Linked DNA regions of Sus scrofa: region 2 is linked to region 1. Evidence: chromatin contacts called from public HiChIP or PLAC-seq data. All regions are on one chromosome and are shown on one strand. The core of a region is the stretch at or near the end of the contact, and the rest is flanking DNA. Distances in the headings are between cores, read along the strand shown. Region 1 holds the start of GALK1 (galactokinase). Region 2 overlaps MYO15B (myosin XVB).

Region 1 (7,627 bases), core at 1,603-4,102:
CACTCTCTGACATAAACGACAGCAACATCTTCTCAGATCCACCTATCAGAGTATTGACAATAAAAAGAAAAATAAACAAATGGGACCTACTCAAACCTCAAAGTTTCTGTACAGCAAAGGAAACCCTAAACACAAAAAGGCAACCCACAGAATGGGAGAAAATCTTTGCAAATGAATCAGCTGACAAGGGATTAATCTCCAAAATTTAGAAACACCTTCTGCAGCTCCATACCACAAAAACAAACAAGCCTATCAAAAAATGGGCAGAAGATCTAAACAGACAGTTCTCCAAAGAAGACATACAGATGGCCAAGAAACACATGAAAAGATGTTCAGCGTCACTCATTATTAGAGAGATGCAAATCAAAACCACTCTGAGGTACCACCTTACACCAGCCAGAATGGCCATCATCCAAAAGTCTACAGACAATAAGTGCTGGAGAGGGTGTGGAGAAAAAGGAACCCTAGCACACTCTTGGTGGGATTGTCAATGGGTGCAACCACTGTGGAAAGCAGTCTGGAGATTCCTCAGAAAACTAAACATAGAACCACCATTTGATCCAGCAATCCCACTCGTGGGCATCTACCCAGAGAAAACCACGACTCGCAAAGACACATGGACTCCAATGTTCACAGCAGCACTATCTGCAAGAGCCAAGACATGGAAACAACCTAAATGTCCATCGACAGAGGAGTGGATCCAGAAGAGGTGGTACATATACACAGTGGAATATTACTCAGCCATTAAAAAGAACGAAATACCAGCAATTTTTGCAACATGGATGGACCTAGAAACCATCATGCTAAGTGAAGTCAGCCATACAATGAGACACCAACATCCAATGCTTTCACTGACAGGTGGAATCTGAAAAAAGGACAGACGGAACTTCTTTGCAGAACAGATGCTGACTCACAGACACTGAAAAACTTATGGTCTCCAGAGGAGAGAGTTTGGGGGGTGGGGGGATGTGCCTGGGCTGTGGGATGGGAATCCTGTGAAATCGGATTGTTATGATCATTATACAACTACAGATGTGATCAATTCATTTGAGTAATAAAAAATAAAAAATAAATGAAAATAAAGAACGTAAATTGGTGCAGCCACTACAGAAAATAGTATGGAGGTTCTTCACAAAACTAAAAATCGAGTTTCCATGTGATCCAACAATCCCACTCGTGGGCATATATCTGGACTAAACTATAATTCAAAAAGACACATGCACCCCAAGATTCATAGCAGCACTATTCCCAATAGCCAAAACACAGACACAACCTAAATGTCCATCAGCAGATGAATGGATAGGAGTTCCCGTCATGGTGCCGCGGAAACGAACCCAACTAGGAACCATGAGGTTGCGGGTTTGATCCCTGGCCTTGCTCAGTGGGTTAAGGATCCGGCGTTGCCATGAGCTGTGGTGCAGGTCACAGACGCGGCTCGGATCCTGCGTTGCTGTGGCTGTGGGGTAGGCCGGCAGCTGTAGCTCCAATTCGACCCCTAGCCTGGGAACCTCCATATGCCTCGGGTGCGGCCCTAAAAAGACAAAACACCAAAAAAACCCAGATGAAGGCATAAAGACGATGTGGTACCTGCATACCAGTACTACTCAGCCACAAAAAGAATGCGATAACGCCATGTGCAGCCACGCGGATGGACCCAGAGGTGATCACTAAGTGAAGTCAGAAAGAAAGGCAAATGTCATGTGATAGCAGCCGCATATGGAATCTAAACCACGACAACAATGAACTTATCTACACCACAGAAACAGACTCACAGACAGACGGACTTGTGGGTGCCAAGGGGGTGGGGGGTGGGAGAGGGAGCGGCTGGGAGTTGGGAGTCAGCAGATGTGAGCTCTTCTACGTGGAGGGGGCAAACCGCACGGGCCTGCTGTGGCGCAGGGAGAACTAGAGTCACGATCCTGGGATAAAGCAGACGGAGAAGAAGAAAAGGAACGTATGTGCGTGTAACACAAACACTGCTGCACCCCAGAAACGAAGCCGACGTTGGAAATCAACGACACGTCAACAAGATAAAGGGGACACTCGCAGCATCCGGGCCGCAGGGAGGACCCGAGCGGGCACACGTAGAGCTCCCAGCAAGGTGCCTGGCACACAGTGGGTGCGCCATAAGCAGCAGTTTGAGCCCCACACTGGATGCTTCCTCAGCTTCCAAGGGGGACACAATGCTGCCTTCGAGAGTCCAAGACAGGGCGTTCCCACGGGGGCTCAGTGGAAACGAATCTCACTGGTATCCATGAGGATGCAGGTTCGCTCCCTGGCCTCGCTTAGTGGGTTAAGGATCCGGCATTGCCCTGAGCTGTGGTATAGCTCACAGTCATGGCTCAGATCTGGCATTGCTGTGGCTGTGGTGTAGGGCAGTGGCTACAGCTCCAGTTCGATCCCTAGCCTGGGAACCTCCATATGCCGTGGGTATGGCCCTAAGAAGACAAAAGACAAAAAAAAAAGAGTCCAAGACAGAACAGGAGGGAAAAGTCCTGCTGGTGCTCTTGCTGGACTAACGATGGTGTGTGCGAGGGCCAGGGCTCCAGAGTTGGGGTACAGACCAGGTCTGCCTGGGGCACCCCAAGAAACTGGCGGGCTGTCCTACTGGATAACACTGAAGGGGGCAGAGCAAGCTGAGTGCCGTCAAGACTGTCACAACTTCATTCCAGGTGCCAGAGAGATTCCAGGGAAGGCCCAGAGCTGAGCTCTAGCTGATGAAAGTGAAAGTGGGGGCGCTGGGGGACAGGGAGGAACAGGTGCCAGGGGCCCAGCTGTTAAACAGCCAGAAACCACGAGGGCCCTGAGGGAGGAGGAAGAGGCGGGGAAGAGGTCAGAGGCCAGAGCAGGAAGGGGACAGGGAGCTCTCGGAGGTGACGCTGAAGTTTCAGCAGGAGTGAAGCAATAACAGACGAGGGGAAGTCAGGAGGAGGCAGCCGGGGAAGAAGAGGAGTCCGCAGGGGGGCCGGGACCCTAGTGGAAATGGGGGGCCGTGGTCCCCTCTGAGTCCTCCCGGGAGCAGCGGTGGCTGGTGCCCCGTGCTGGGGACAAAGCCTGGAGCAGGTCTGGGCAGAGTAGCAGGACTGGGAGCAAGCAGACCAGGCACTGAGGAGGCGGGGGGTCGGGGGGACCCCCGGGGAGCTGTCACAGAGGGCGGCCTGGGGGACAGGGTACTGAGGGATGCGGAGGAATGAGAAGGCGGGGGCTGCGCGGGGCTGGGACGGAGACTCCGTTTTAGGTTAGAAAACTGGGCCTGTTTCAAAGCAGGAGAGAAGCCAGGCAGAGGACAGAAAGGAAGGCAGAGGGGAGCCCGTTCCCCAGGTCGAGGGGGATCCCGGGGTGGGAGGGAAGGGCGGCAAAAGCGCTTGAGGGTGAAGACCTCGGCCAAGGTCACCTGCACAGAGCAGGCGGGGCGGGTCCGAAGGCGACAGCTGACCAAGAAGTTCACCAAGAAGATGGTCCCTGAAATGGGCATCCCCACAGGGCCAGGAGGGCACAACTGCCAACGCCAGCAGCAGGGCCCTGCGTGCGGTTAGGGGTATGGGCTTTGGAGCTGATGTGCCGGGGTTCAAGGCTCAGCACTGCCACTCCCTGAACATTCCACATGCAAAAAAAAACGGGCCTAAGAATATCTGCTCCCTCCATAGAGTTGTGGGAGAATTACATGAGTTAATATTTATCTGACCTTTAAACTGTTAAATAGACTAACTTCCTAGCCACGTATATCAGGAACGTTCAAAATACATGTTATCTTTTAACTCTGTGGTCCTAGTCCTAAGAATCGAATCCTCAGAAAGTAGCGAGAAAACGCCAAGAAAGACCAGTGTATAAAAATATGCATCAGTGTCAGGTGTGATTATCAAAAAATAGTTAAATAAATTACAGTGTACTGGAGTTCCTGTCGTGGCTCAGTGGTTAACGAACCCAACTCGTATCCACGAGGAGGTGGGTTCAATCCCTGGCCTTGCTCAGTGGGTTAAAGATCCGGCGCTGCCATGAGCTGCAGCGTAGGTCTCAGATGTGGCTCGGATCCGGCGTTGCTGTGGCTGTGGTGTAGGCTGGCAGCTGTAGCTCGGCTTCGACCCCTAGCCTGGGAACCTCCATATGCCGCAGGTGCGGCCCTAGAGAGACAAAAGACAATAAATAAATAAATGACAGGACCAGTACACTGAAAGGCTACGTAGCTTTTTAAGCCATGTTGGGAGTGCCCGCTGTGGTGTAGCGGGTTAAGGATCGGACACCGTCTCTGTGGTGGCTCAGGCTGCCACTGCTGCGGTTTGGATCCCCGGCCAGGGAACGTCTATATGCTACAGGTGCAACCCAATCAATCAATCAATCAATCAATCAATCCCAACTACTTTCATGGCACAGAAAAGGGTTCTGAGATAACGTTAAGTTAAAAAGGGGCAGGGGGCAACATATACTGAACTTGAGAATACAGACGTAGGGAAACACTGGAAGGAGATACGCTAAGATGCTAAGAGTGGCTATCTCTGGATAGTGATCTTATGGTTTCTTCTTTCTTTCTTTTTTTTTCTTTTTTTGGCCCCACCTGCGGCACATGGAAGTTCCCAGGCTAGGGGTCAAAGCAGAGCTGCAGCTTCTGGCCTATACCACAGCCACAGCAACGCTAGATCCAAGCCACATCTGAGACCTACACTGCAGCTGGCAGCAACGCCAGATCCTTAACCCAATGACCAAGGCTAGGGATCAAACCCGAATCCTCACGGACCCTAGTTGGGTTCTTAACCCACTGAGCCCCAACAGAAACTCCTAGTTTCTTATTTTCTTCTTTGTATTCTTCTGTATTTTCCGTGGTGGATACTTAATGCTCATATTAGAAAAAAACAATACTGAGACTTCAAGCAGTCCTAGGTTAGCAGTATTAGGGGGAGTGGGCAGAGCCTGGCAGAGGTCCCTGGAGGTGAGGGGGTGTACAACTGAGTCAAAGCCACACCGAGGCCCTGGCACAGTCCCCGAGGGGTACCCCACCATCTCTGGGACAGTGCACACCGAGCCACTCTCACCTTCTAGCTCCTCCCGCTGCACCTCCCGAAGGCTCTCCTTGCCCAGCGCCCGGGCCACTTCCTCACACTGCCGCCGCCGCAGGGGGTACTCGCTGGAGCCCAGTGAATGGCGGACATTGGAGTTGGTGATGAGTACTGCCAGCTTGGGGTCCGACAGCGGCACGAGGCTTGTCTCCAGGGACCTGGGGCAGAGACAGAGCAGGGGGAGATGACAAGGCCGAGTGTGTGTCTGCCTCGCCAGGCAGTGCACGTGCCCCATCCAGGAGCTCCTGATTACGAGGTGGGAGGGTACAAGGAGAGCCCCTGACCTGCAGTCAATGAGCAGCGCGTGGCCTTTCTGCCCCAGCAGTGCGATGAGCTGGTCCATGATGCCACAGGGCACCCCTGCGAAGCTGTGCTCGGCCCGCTGACACACCTGGGCCCGGGCAGCTATTGTCCCCGAGTCTGCGGCACAGGGCGAGGTGGGGAAGTTGGGGCCCCGGGAGGGGGCCCTAGGGGCGGCCGGGTGAGAGCAGCGGTAGCTCCCAAGACACTCCAGGGAGCTTTCCCACCCCCACCCTCAAAGCCACAGGAGGGGCAGGAAGTTCGGATCCCAAGGCCTCAGGGAAGGAGGGCTGGGTTGGGGCTGGGGTCTAGAAGGTACCTGGGCAGAGCTGCTGCAGGAAGGTATACGTGGCCACTTCCAGGGATGCTGAGCTGGACAGCCCACCCCCTAGTGGCACTGAGCTGACCACCACTGCACTGAAGCCAGGGAGGGGGGCAGCTGCAGGGGAAAGAATGGAGGATGGTAAGATGGGCCATCGGGCAAGATGGGCACAGGAAGGGCATGTGTTCTGGCACAAAGGGTGGCATCTGCCTGGCAGCTGCTTCCAGGGGATATGCCTCAATTGTCAGAGGCCATCAAACTGCTGGGCCAAGGGGTCCGCTGCCCTCCATCCTCCTACCCTGAGGTTCTCCTGGTTTAGGGTTCTGGACACCAAGAGGCTGGGGTTTCTTTTTTCTTTTTTTGCTTTTTATGGCTGCACCCAAGGCATGTGGAGGTTTCCAGGCCAGGGGTCGAATCAGAGCTACAGCTGCCGGCCTACGCCACAGCCACAGCAGTGCCGGATCCTTAACCCACTGAGCGAGGCCAGGGATGGAACCCACAACCTCATGGTTCCCGTCAGATTCGTTTCCGCTGTGCCACGATGGGAACTCCTAGGCTGGGGTTTTCAATTCGGCTCCTCCAGTCATGGAATGGGCAACCCAGAGCAAGTTCTGGAAGCTCTCACCTGGGGCATCAGTTTCCCCACCTGTACAATGGGAATACCCCCGCCCTGGATGCCTACCCCACAGTGGATTAGGTGGGCTAAGGAGCTTTGCGGCTGAGAGGTGGCACTCCTGGTACCAGGTCCCTACCTGGATAGTGCTGGATCACTCCCTTCACATAGTTGGCCCAGTGCGGGGTCCCAGGCTCCAGCGGCCGCTTGTCTGTGGGCAGGGGAAACTGCAGCCGCCGGGGCTCATCGGCATCCTCAGAGGTGGTAAGGAGGGAGACAAGCCCATCCGTCCGGGGGCTGCCCACGAGCACAGTCACAAGCTCCAGAGCCTGGCAGGAGAAACCAAAAGTGTGCCAAACTCCCAGCACCACAGTTCTGAGGGATGCGGGGCCTGGGACAGACAAGGAGGTGACCCAAAGTGTCTCTGGGAAGAGCCTGCATACAGATCTGGCCTTGGGGACTTGGGTCCTGCCCCCCATGGGTCTTCAGGGCCGGGACAGCAGGAGTGCAGACCTGGACTCTGCCCTGAGCATGGGCTCTCAGCTGCGGGGCACGAGGGGGAGAGGGCACAACAGGGAAACCGAATCAGGAGCTCCTCTGATGCGTTTCCATTAGAAGGCAACCTCAAGGCACCGGGCTTGCTCACTAGCCAAGCTTGCACAGCTGCAGAGCCTGGTGGAAAGAGCCCCCGGCGGAGGCAGGTCCACCAAGATCCAGCTGTGTGACCTTGAGCAGCTCGTTAGCCCTCTCTGAGGCTCAATTCCCTCCTCTGCAAATTGAACCGGCGGAACCAGGAGGCTCAGGACTACTTCGCCCCGGTCTACGCTAGGGCCCCCTTCCGCATTCCCCCACAAGCCGCGGTGGCTCCCAGGGAGCCTACTTCCTCGGGGATTCCCAACTCCCTCCCTTCCAATGTGGGAAATGCCGCGTCTTAGGGTCTCTCCCACTTGCTCGTCCCCCAGCTCGGTGGGGGTAAAAGTTGGGTGCAGCGCGCCCACCAGTGCACGCGGGGAGATGGCGCCTCCCGCCCAGCCCCTCACCATGGGCAGCACCAGGCCCTGGTTGTAGTCCGTGTGCTCCCCAATGAGGTTGACGCGGCCCGGCGCCGACACGGCCAGCTCGGGCTCGGCCCCGAACTCCTCCAGGAAGGCTCTCCGGGCCCTGGCCAGCAGCTCCTCGGCCCGGGGCTGTTCCGAAGCGGCCATGACTCTCGCCCTGCAGCTCTGTCCGGCGCAGTCGGGTCGGCGCGGGATGCTCGGGGCGGGGCCGCGCGGCGTCGGCCCACAGAGCTGCTGGCGCCGCCCCGCCCCCGGGCCCCGCCCCGGGCCCCGCTGGCCCCGC
Region 2 (7,627 bases), core at 3,038-5,537, 140 kb before region 1:
AAACCTGTGCCCCCAGGTTCTGCTGCGAGAGCCAGGCTGGCAGCAGCTGGAGCAGCACCGGGCCGAGCAGCGCACCCAGGCCCTGCTCACCCTGCACCGAGGCCTCCGTGTCTGCATCTCCTGCCAGCGCCTCCGTCTCTTGCCACGGATGCAGGCTCGCGTGCGTGGGCTCCAAACCAGGTCTGCAGGGTGGGGTGAGGCTGTAAGCCTCCTCCAAGGTGGTGGGGGCGGGTCGTAGGACCTTGAGGCAAGTCTGCCTGCATCCCATTGGCACTGGACTCTTCTTGACAGCATCCCCACCCATACCGTCTCTGCTTGAATACCCTCTGTCACAAGCAGCTCATTACCTGTCAGGGCTACTCAAATCTGCAGTCTTTTAAAAAAAATCTTCTGGAGTTCCCATCGTGGCGCAGTGGTTAACGAATCCAACTAGGAACCATGAGGTTGCGGGTTCAGTCCCTGCCCTTGCTCAGTGGATTAACAATCCGGCGTTGCCATGAGCTGTGGGGTAGGTTGCAGACGCGGCTCAGATCCTGCGTTGCTGTGGCTCTGGTGTAGGCCGGTGGCTACAGCTCCAATTCAACCCCTAGCTTGGGAACCTCCATATGCCGCAGAAGCGGCCCAAGAAATAGCAAAAAGACAAAAAAAAAAAAAAAAAATCTTCTAATGTTTTTGGCTGTACCCATGGCCTGTGGAAGGTCTTGGGCCAGGGATCAAACCTGCGACCCAGGCCACTGAAATGACAGCATCAGATCCTTAGCCTGCTGAGCCGCCAGGGAACTCCTCAAATCTGTGGTCTCGACTCCTTGACTATTCTTTTTTTTTAGTCTGTTCTCCACTCTGCATCAAGAATACTCTTTTAGGAGTTGCTGTCATGGCTCTAGTGGCTAACAAATCCGACTAGGAACCATGAAGTTGCGGGTTCGATCCCTGGCCTCGCTTAGTGGGGTAAGGATCCGGCATTGCTGTGAGCTGTGGTATAGGTCACAGATGCGGCTCAGATCCCATTTGGCTGTGGCTGTGGCTTAGTGTAGGCCAGCAGCTACAGCTCCGATTCGACCCCTAGCCTGGGAACCTCCACATGTCGTGGGTGCAGGCCTAGAAAAGACAAAAAGACAAAAAAAAAAAAAAAAAAAAGAATACTTTTAAAAGGGTGACTTGGGAGTTCCTGTTGTGTGGCGCAGCTGGTTAAGAACCTGACACAGTGTCCTCGCTCAGCGGGTTAAGGATCCGGCATTGCCGCAAGCTGCGGTGTAGGTCATAGATGGGGCTCGGATCCGCGTTGCTGTGGCTGTGACATAGGCTGGTGGCTGGGGGTTTCCAATTCGACCCCTAGCCTGGGAACCTCCATATACCGTAGGTGTGACAATAAAAAGAAGGACTAGCAAGTGTGACTCAGGTTGTGTGAGGCCCTGCCTACCCCTCCCGCCTCAATTCAGGGCAGCCGTTTCCACTCCAGGCTCTTGGCCTCCTTGGTCTGCCGATGCTCCCTCGGCCGTCTCACCTGTCAGCTCCGCCCTGCCTCCCCTTCACCGCCCACCTGCCGCGTCCGCCGGCGGCTGTGGGTGGACCATCTTCTCCGTCCAGCCCGGGCCAGATGCTGGCGACGCAGGGGCGAAGGCAGAGATGGTGCCTCCCAGGCCAGCTGGGGAGTCAAATGCAGCTGGTAAACCAGCTGCTGTCCCCCCAAAGGGGATTGTTAAAGCACTGAGAACAAAATGACAGCAGAGCCGTGGACACCACAGAAGCCCTGCAGAGGGGGTACCCCTCACCTCTGTTTCCAAAACATTTTCTTCTTCTTCCTTTTTTTTTTTTTTTGTTGTTGTTGTTGTTGTTGTTGTTGTTGTTGTTGTTTTAGGACCGTACCCATGGCATATGGAGGTTCCCAGGCTAGGGGTCCAGTCGGAGCTACAGCTGCCGGTCTACACCACAGCCACAGCAACACAGGATCCAAGCCATGTCTGTGACCTACACCACAGCTCACAGCAACGCCGGATCCTTAACCCACTGAGCGAGGCCAGGGATCGAACCCTCGTCCTCGTGGATACTAGTTGGGTTTGTTAACCACTGAGGCACGACGGGAACTCCTCCAAGCCATTTTCATCACCAGCAGGAACTCTGTAACTGGTTCAGCAGCGATTCCCCGCTCGCCCTTCCCTCTCGCCCTGGGTAACCTCTCGTCTACTTTCTGTTTCTGTGAGTTTGCCTGGTTGAGATATGTCATCTAAGTTGACTCATGCAATATTTCCTTCTGTTTTTTTGCCTGTGACACTTGGAAGTTCCTGGGCCAGGGATTGAACCCATGTCACAGCAGTGACAATGAGGGGGTTTTAACCCACTGCACCACAAGGGAACTCCCCCAGTATTTCCCTTTCTGTCTGGCTTACTGCACGAAGTAGAACGTTGTCAGGGTTCATTCATGTCAGAACATGGGTCAGGACCTCCTGTCTTTTTTCTGGCTGAAATTGGTTTCATTGCTTGGATGGCCGGAAGGACAGGTGGTCTGAACCCAGGTAGTCAGCTCCAGAGTCTCAGATCTTTTTTTTTCTTTTTATCTTTTTGCCTTTTCTAGGGCCGCTCCTGAGGCATGCGGAGGTTCCCAGGCTAGGGGGTCGAATCGGAGCTGTAGTCACCGGCCTACGCCAGAGCCACAGCAACATGGGATCTGAGCCGCATCTGCTACCTATACCACAGCTCACGGCAACGCCGGATCCTTACCCCACTGAGCGAGGCCAGGGATCAAACCTGCAACCTCATTCATGGTTCCTAGTCGGATTCGTTAACCACTGCACCACGATGGGAACTCCCAGAGTCTCAGATCTTAATCCATGTGCTCAGTAGCTTCTTGGTTTACCTGATCTCCTTTTTCTTTTACTTCTTTGGTCCTTTTAGGGCCGCCCCTGCGGCATATGGAAGTTCCCAGGCTAGGGGTTGAATTGGAGCTGCAGCTGCCGGCCTACACCACAGCCACAGCAATGTGAGATCTGAGCCACTTCTGAGACCTATGCTGCAGCTTGCAGCAACACTGAATCCTTAACTCACTGAGTGAGGCCAGGAATTGAACCCGCATCTTGAGGGATACTAGTCTGGTTCTTAACCCGCTGAGCCACAAAGGGAACTCCCACCTTCTCTTCTTCCAAAGTGTCCTATCTTTGCCTGTTGCTTCTGTTAACGGGGGGACTCCCCTGGGGTGAGAGGTTGCCTTCGTGTCTGGGTCTGGGGGGCTCAGATACTGGGGCTAAGTTTGGACTCCTCACTATCCCCTCTTGGCCTCCAGGAAGAGCTGCCTCCGGCGGCGGGCGGCCCTGGGGCAGGTGAACGCCATCCTGTTGGTGGCCCGGCCCCTGCTCAGGAGACGGCAGAGACGACAGGTGAGGCGTGTGGATGGGGTTGCTGGTCCCCGGGCAGCTCAGCGTAGGTGAGCCCAACCCCGATGGTGCCCGCGCTCCAAGCCCAGCCAAGGGCCGAGGGCAGCCTGTGGCCTCCGGGCAGTCATTGGCTTCCTTCGCACCTGCCCACCCCCAGGGCCTGACTCTCCCCTCCCTGGGGGGGCCCTTCCCATCCTCTCCAGCCTCCCACCCTGGGCTGCGCCCCTCTCTTGCCTGATGACTCTAATTTGAGGGCCATAAAGCAGCTCAAAGGGCAGTGCCCACATGCACCCCCCCCCGGCTGGCCCCTCCCTGGCTGGACTTTGTCCCCTGGGACCATTCCTTCCCTTCTTCCTGCCCTTCTTCCTGCCCTCCTCCCAGTGCCCTGGCAGACGGGCAGTGACACCCACGGCGCTTAGGCTGGTAAGGGCTCCAGAGGGCTGGGGGCAGACAGCTGGCCCCCCGTGGCTCTGCCCTGGGGTTCCTCCGCCGCTGGAGTCGGGGCCTCTCTAGGGCAGGAGGGGCAGCTGGACTGCCGGGCTGGGGAGGAGCCTCTAGGGAGCCCGTGGCGACGCCTCACAGGTCATCTGCTCCTCCTGCCTGCCCTCAAACAGCTTGGGCATCGACGTGGCTGGCATAGCGGCGGGGCCGCCGAGAAGGTGCCGAGCATGGTAGGTGCCTGGAAGCTGGAGGGGGTTTTGCTGGGTCGTGAGCCTGCTGAATCTGGCATGGCTTGAGGGAAGGCTAGGGGCCCCAGGGGCACCGCGATGGCTCCTGTCCCTCAGGCGCATCCATTGTGCCCCCCCAAGAAGAGGACCGGGGTGCCCTTGGCTTCCCCCTGAGTGCTCCGGGGCCCCGCCTGTTTGAGTGTCCAGGACTAGAGTCCTTGGTCTTCAGAGGGGAAGTTAATAGCCCTGGGGCAAGGCGGGCCCCTGGGTCTCACTTCCTGGTCCCTTGCTTGTCTCTGCCAGGAGCTGGGGCGCTTGGAGATCCCAGCCGAGCTGGCTGTCATGCTGAAGACAGCAGAAGGCGAGTCTCCGTGGCTGCCGTCCCTGCTGCGACCCCCTCGTGCCCGGAGCATCTGTCCCTGTGACCCTTCCCTCTGATGCTCCAGGCCTGCCCCCGCCCCCCCCACTTCCAGCTCCCTCTGTGCGGGGCTGGGGGCTGATGGTGGGAGGCGGAGGCTGTGCCAGTCAGGCGGCTTACCTGGGCGTTTCTGGGCTGCCTCTGTTGTCCTCCAGGCCGCCAGCACGCCCTGGCCCAGAGCATCACTGAGTCCCTGCCCCCGGAAGTGCCTGCGCGGCCCAACCTGGCCCTCCCGCCCAACATCGACCAGTTCCCCTTCTCCAGCTTCATCTCCACCGGCTTCCAGGTGGGCCTCGGTGCCTCCTGGCTGGCACCCATGTTCCCCAGATATTAGCCCCTGTCAGGTGGAAGCTGGGTCTATCTTCCTTTCTCCAAACCCCACCCCACCCACCAACACCCCCACCCCTGTGGTGGGGGCTGTGGGTGCAGATGCTTTGCTTGGGGAGAATCTCTTGAACCCAAATGTCTCTCTCTCTTATTCTTTTTAGGGCCGCACCTGTGGCATATGGAGGTTCCCAGGCTAGGGGTCGAATCGGAGCTGTAGCCACCAGCCTACGCCAGAGCCACAGCAATGCAGGATCTAAGCCGTGTCTGTGACCTACACCACAGTTCACGGCAACGCCGGACCCTTAACCCACTGAGCGAGGCCAGGAATCGAACCTGCGTCCTCATGGATACTAGTCAGGTTTTGAACCCAAATGTCTCTTATTGTTACTTATCTGTGACCCACACTTTGTTACACCTGCGGCTGCCCAGCCATTGAAGCCGTGTTCGTTAAAGCGTGTGTAATGACAAGGCAGAGTGTCCGGGCTGCGATGATGGAAACAAAAGCAGGATTCAAATTCGCACCTGGAGGAGTTTCCGCTGTGGCTCGGTGGAAACAAACCCCACTTAGTGTCCATGAGGACATGGATTCAATCCCTGGCCTTGCTCAGTGGGTTAAGGATCTGGCTTTGCCACAAGCTCTGGTGTAGGTCACAGATGTGGCTTGGATCTGGCGTGGTTATTGGCTGTGGTGTAGGCCAGTAGCTACAGCTCCAATTCAACCCCTAGCGTGGGAACCTCTGTATGCTGCAGATGCAGCCATAAAAACATAGTAATAATCGCACATAGAGTGGGATCCCAGTTTGGTTAAGAACTGGGCGAGGTGGGTGGGGATGTGTGTCCACATAGAAAGTAAGACCAGAACGAGAGAAGCTAAAACGTTGCTGTGGTCACATCTGGCAAATGGTGGTTTTTATTCTCCATTCTTTTCCATTGCCTTTTTTTTTTTTTAATTATTTTTTTTTTTCCTTTTTAGGGCCACCCTCATGGCATATGGAGGTTCCCAGGCGTGGGGTTGAATCGGAGCTACAGCTGCCGGCCTCCACCACAGCTCACAGCAACCCCAGATCCGTAACCCACTGAGCGAGGCCAGGGATTAAACCCACAGCCTCGTGGTTCCTAGTCGGATTCGTTTCGGCTGTGCCACGACGGGAACTCCCTATTCTTTTTGTTGTTGTTGTTGTTATTGAAATATAATTGATTTATGATGTTGTGTGAGTTTCAGATACAGCAAATTGATTCCATTATATATGTGTATATTTATTCTTTAGATTCTTTATTATCAGAGGTTATTAAGATATTGCCTGTGCTCTGCAGTAGGTCCGTGTGGGTTTCCTATTTTATATACAGTAGTGTGTGTATTTTAATCTCAAGCTCCTAATTTTCCCTCCCTCCTCCGTGTTTTCTGCATGTCCAGGCTTTCATTTTCTAATGAGAAAGAACAAACTGAGATGTATTTTTAAGATGGCTTTCCTCGCCAGCCCCTCTTCCTGTCGCAGGGCGCATGCTCCCCTCCCCTGGGGCTCCCCTGGGGCTCCCGTGGGGCTGTGTCCGGCGGGGCAGCACAGACCAGCCCTGCTCAGGTGCCCCGTCACCCTCCCTTTTTGCAGGAGCCATCCCTGCCCCACCCTGGGCAGCTGCTGGCCAAGCCCTTGACCCGGCTGGACGGTGACAGCCCTCAGCATGCCCTGGATATCAACAAGGTGGTGAGTGACACACGGGGAGAGGACAGGGTGTGTCCCGGGCCGGGGATGCTGGCTGGGCACAGGAAGCCCTGCATGGCCGGCCGGCCTCGCCTCGTTTTGTGTCTGCAGATGCTGCGGTTCCTGGGGGACGGGTCCCTGCTGCCCTGGCAGGAGCAGACGATGGGTCAGTACCTGGTGCGGCAGGGCCAGCGCCGGCCGGGGCTGCGGGACGAGCTCTTCAGCCAGCTGGTGGCCCAGCTCTGGCACAATCCGGACGAGCAGCAGAGTCAGCGCGGCTGGGCCCTCATGGCCATCCTGCTCAGCGCTTTCCCGCCAAGGCCCACCCTGCAGAAGCCGCTGCTCAAGTAAGATGCCCGTGGGTGGGAGCCCCGTGGGTGGGGTTGGCGGGCCGCCCCGCCCCCACAGCAGCTTTGTGCTGTGCCCGCAGGTTTGTGTCTGACCAGGCCCCCAGGGGCATGGCAGCGCTGTGCCAGCACAAGCTGCTGGGGGCCCTGGAGCAGACGCAGCTGGCCCCTGGGGCTGCACGGGCTCACCCACCCACCCAGCTCGAGTGGACGGCCGGATGGAGGCGGGGCCGCATGGCGCTGGACGTTTTCACCTTCAACGGTGATGCTCAGGCCTCCCCAGGCCCACAGAGGAGCCTGCCCTGCACCCCTGCCCTCCCAAGACCCCCTCCCCGCCTAGCCCTCCCGTTGCATGCCCTGTGACCCTGACCTCCCTTGGAACCCCCATGGGACCATGGCCCCTTCCCCTCGGGGGGACCCTGCCCCCCCTCACTCTTGCCCCACCTCGTCCCCACAGAGGAGTGCTACTCGGCCGAGGTGGAGTCCTGGACCACGGGCGAGCAATTTGCCGGGTGGATTCTGCAGAGAAGGTGGCGGGGGGCCTGGGCTGGGGCGGTGGGGGGGTGGTGGCCAACACTGACCCTTGTCCCCTCCTCCTCCTGTGTCCTCATCCTCCCGCCAAGCACCTCCTGCAGCTGCTCCTGCAGGCCCAAGGCCAAAGCCAGCTCCCTAGAGTGGGTGGAGGTGAGGGGCTGGGGCAGGTGGGCAGGGTCCAGACAGTAGATTCAGGATGGAGAGCAAGCAGAGAGCGTATCACTAGATCTGGGCCAGACTCGAGCTAAGCAGGTGAACAGACAAG

The links. HiChIP or PLAC-seq counts read pairs in DNA pulled down with a chosen protein or histone mark.
Region 2: an H3K27ac HiChIP or PLAC-seq map of alveolar macrophages shows a contact between it and region 1. The contact joins two enhancer-like sites. A contact is called at or near these places in 1 of 47 Hi-C or Micro-C datasets (epiblast stem cells) and 1 of 2 datasets of contacts at active chromatin or transcription factors (alveolar macrophages).

Annotation. Positions count from the first base shown.
Region 1 is chr12:5,641,961-5,649,587 of Sscrofa11.1, reverse strand. GALK1 (galactokinase) reads right to left here and starts at 7,576. Exons shown (of 8, transcript XM_003131193.2): 1 at 7,327-7,576; 2 at 6,426-6,615; 3 at 5,671-5,790; 4 at 5,336-5,471; 5 at 5,028-5,209. The coding sequence starts at 7,491. Within about 2 kb of position 2,852, at least 14 of the 83 cell types and tissues checked have an H3K27ac peak or open chromatin away from gene starts, as enhancers often do. A contact at or near this core is called in alveolar macrophages, where this site is marked.
Region 2 is chr12:5,782,026-5,789,652 of Sscrofa11.1, reverse strand. MYO15B (myosin XVB) reads left to right here. Exons shown (of 64, transcript XM_021068071.1): 21 at 17-180; 22 at 3,278-3,371; 23 at 3,983-4,039; 24 at 4,340-4,397; 25 at 4,610-4,740; 26 at 6,389-6,484; 27 at 6,593-6,828; 28 at 6,912-7,090; 29 at 7,286-7,358. Among named protein-coding and RNA genes, the nearest start is that of MYO15B, 19 kb to the left of the region's middle. Within about 2 kb of position 4,287, at least 13 of the 83 cell types and tissues checked have an H3K27ac peak or open chromatin away from gene starts, as enhancers often do. A contact at or near this core is called in alveolar macrophages, where this site is marked.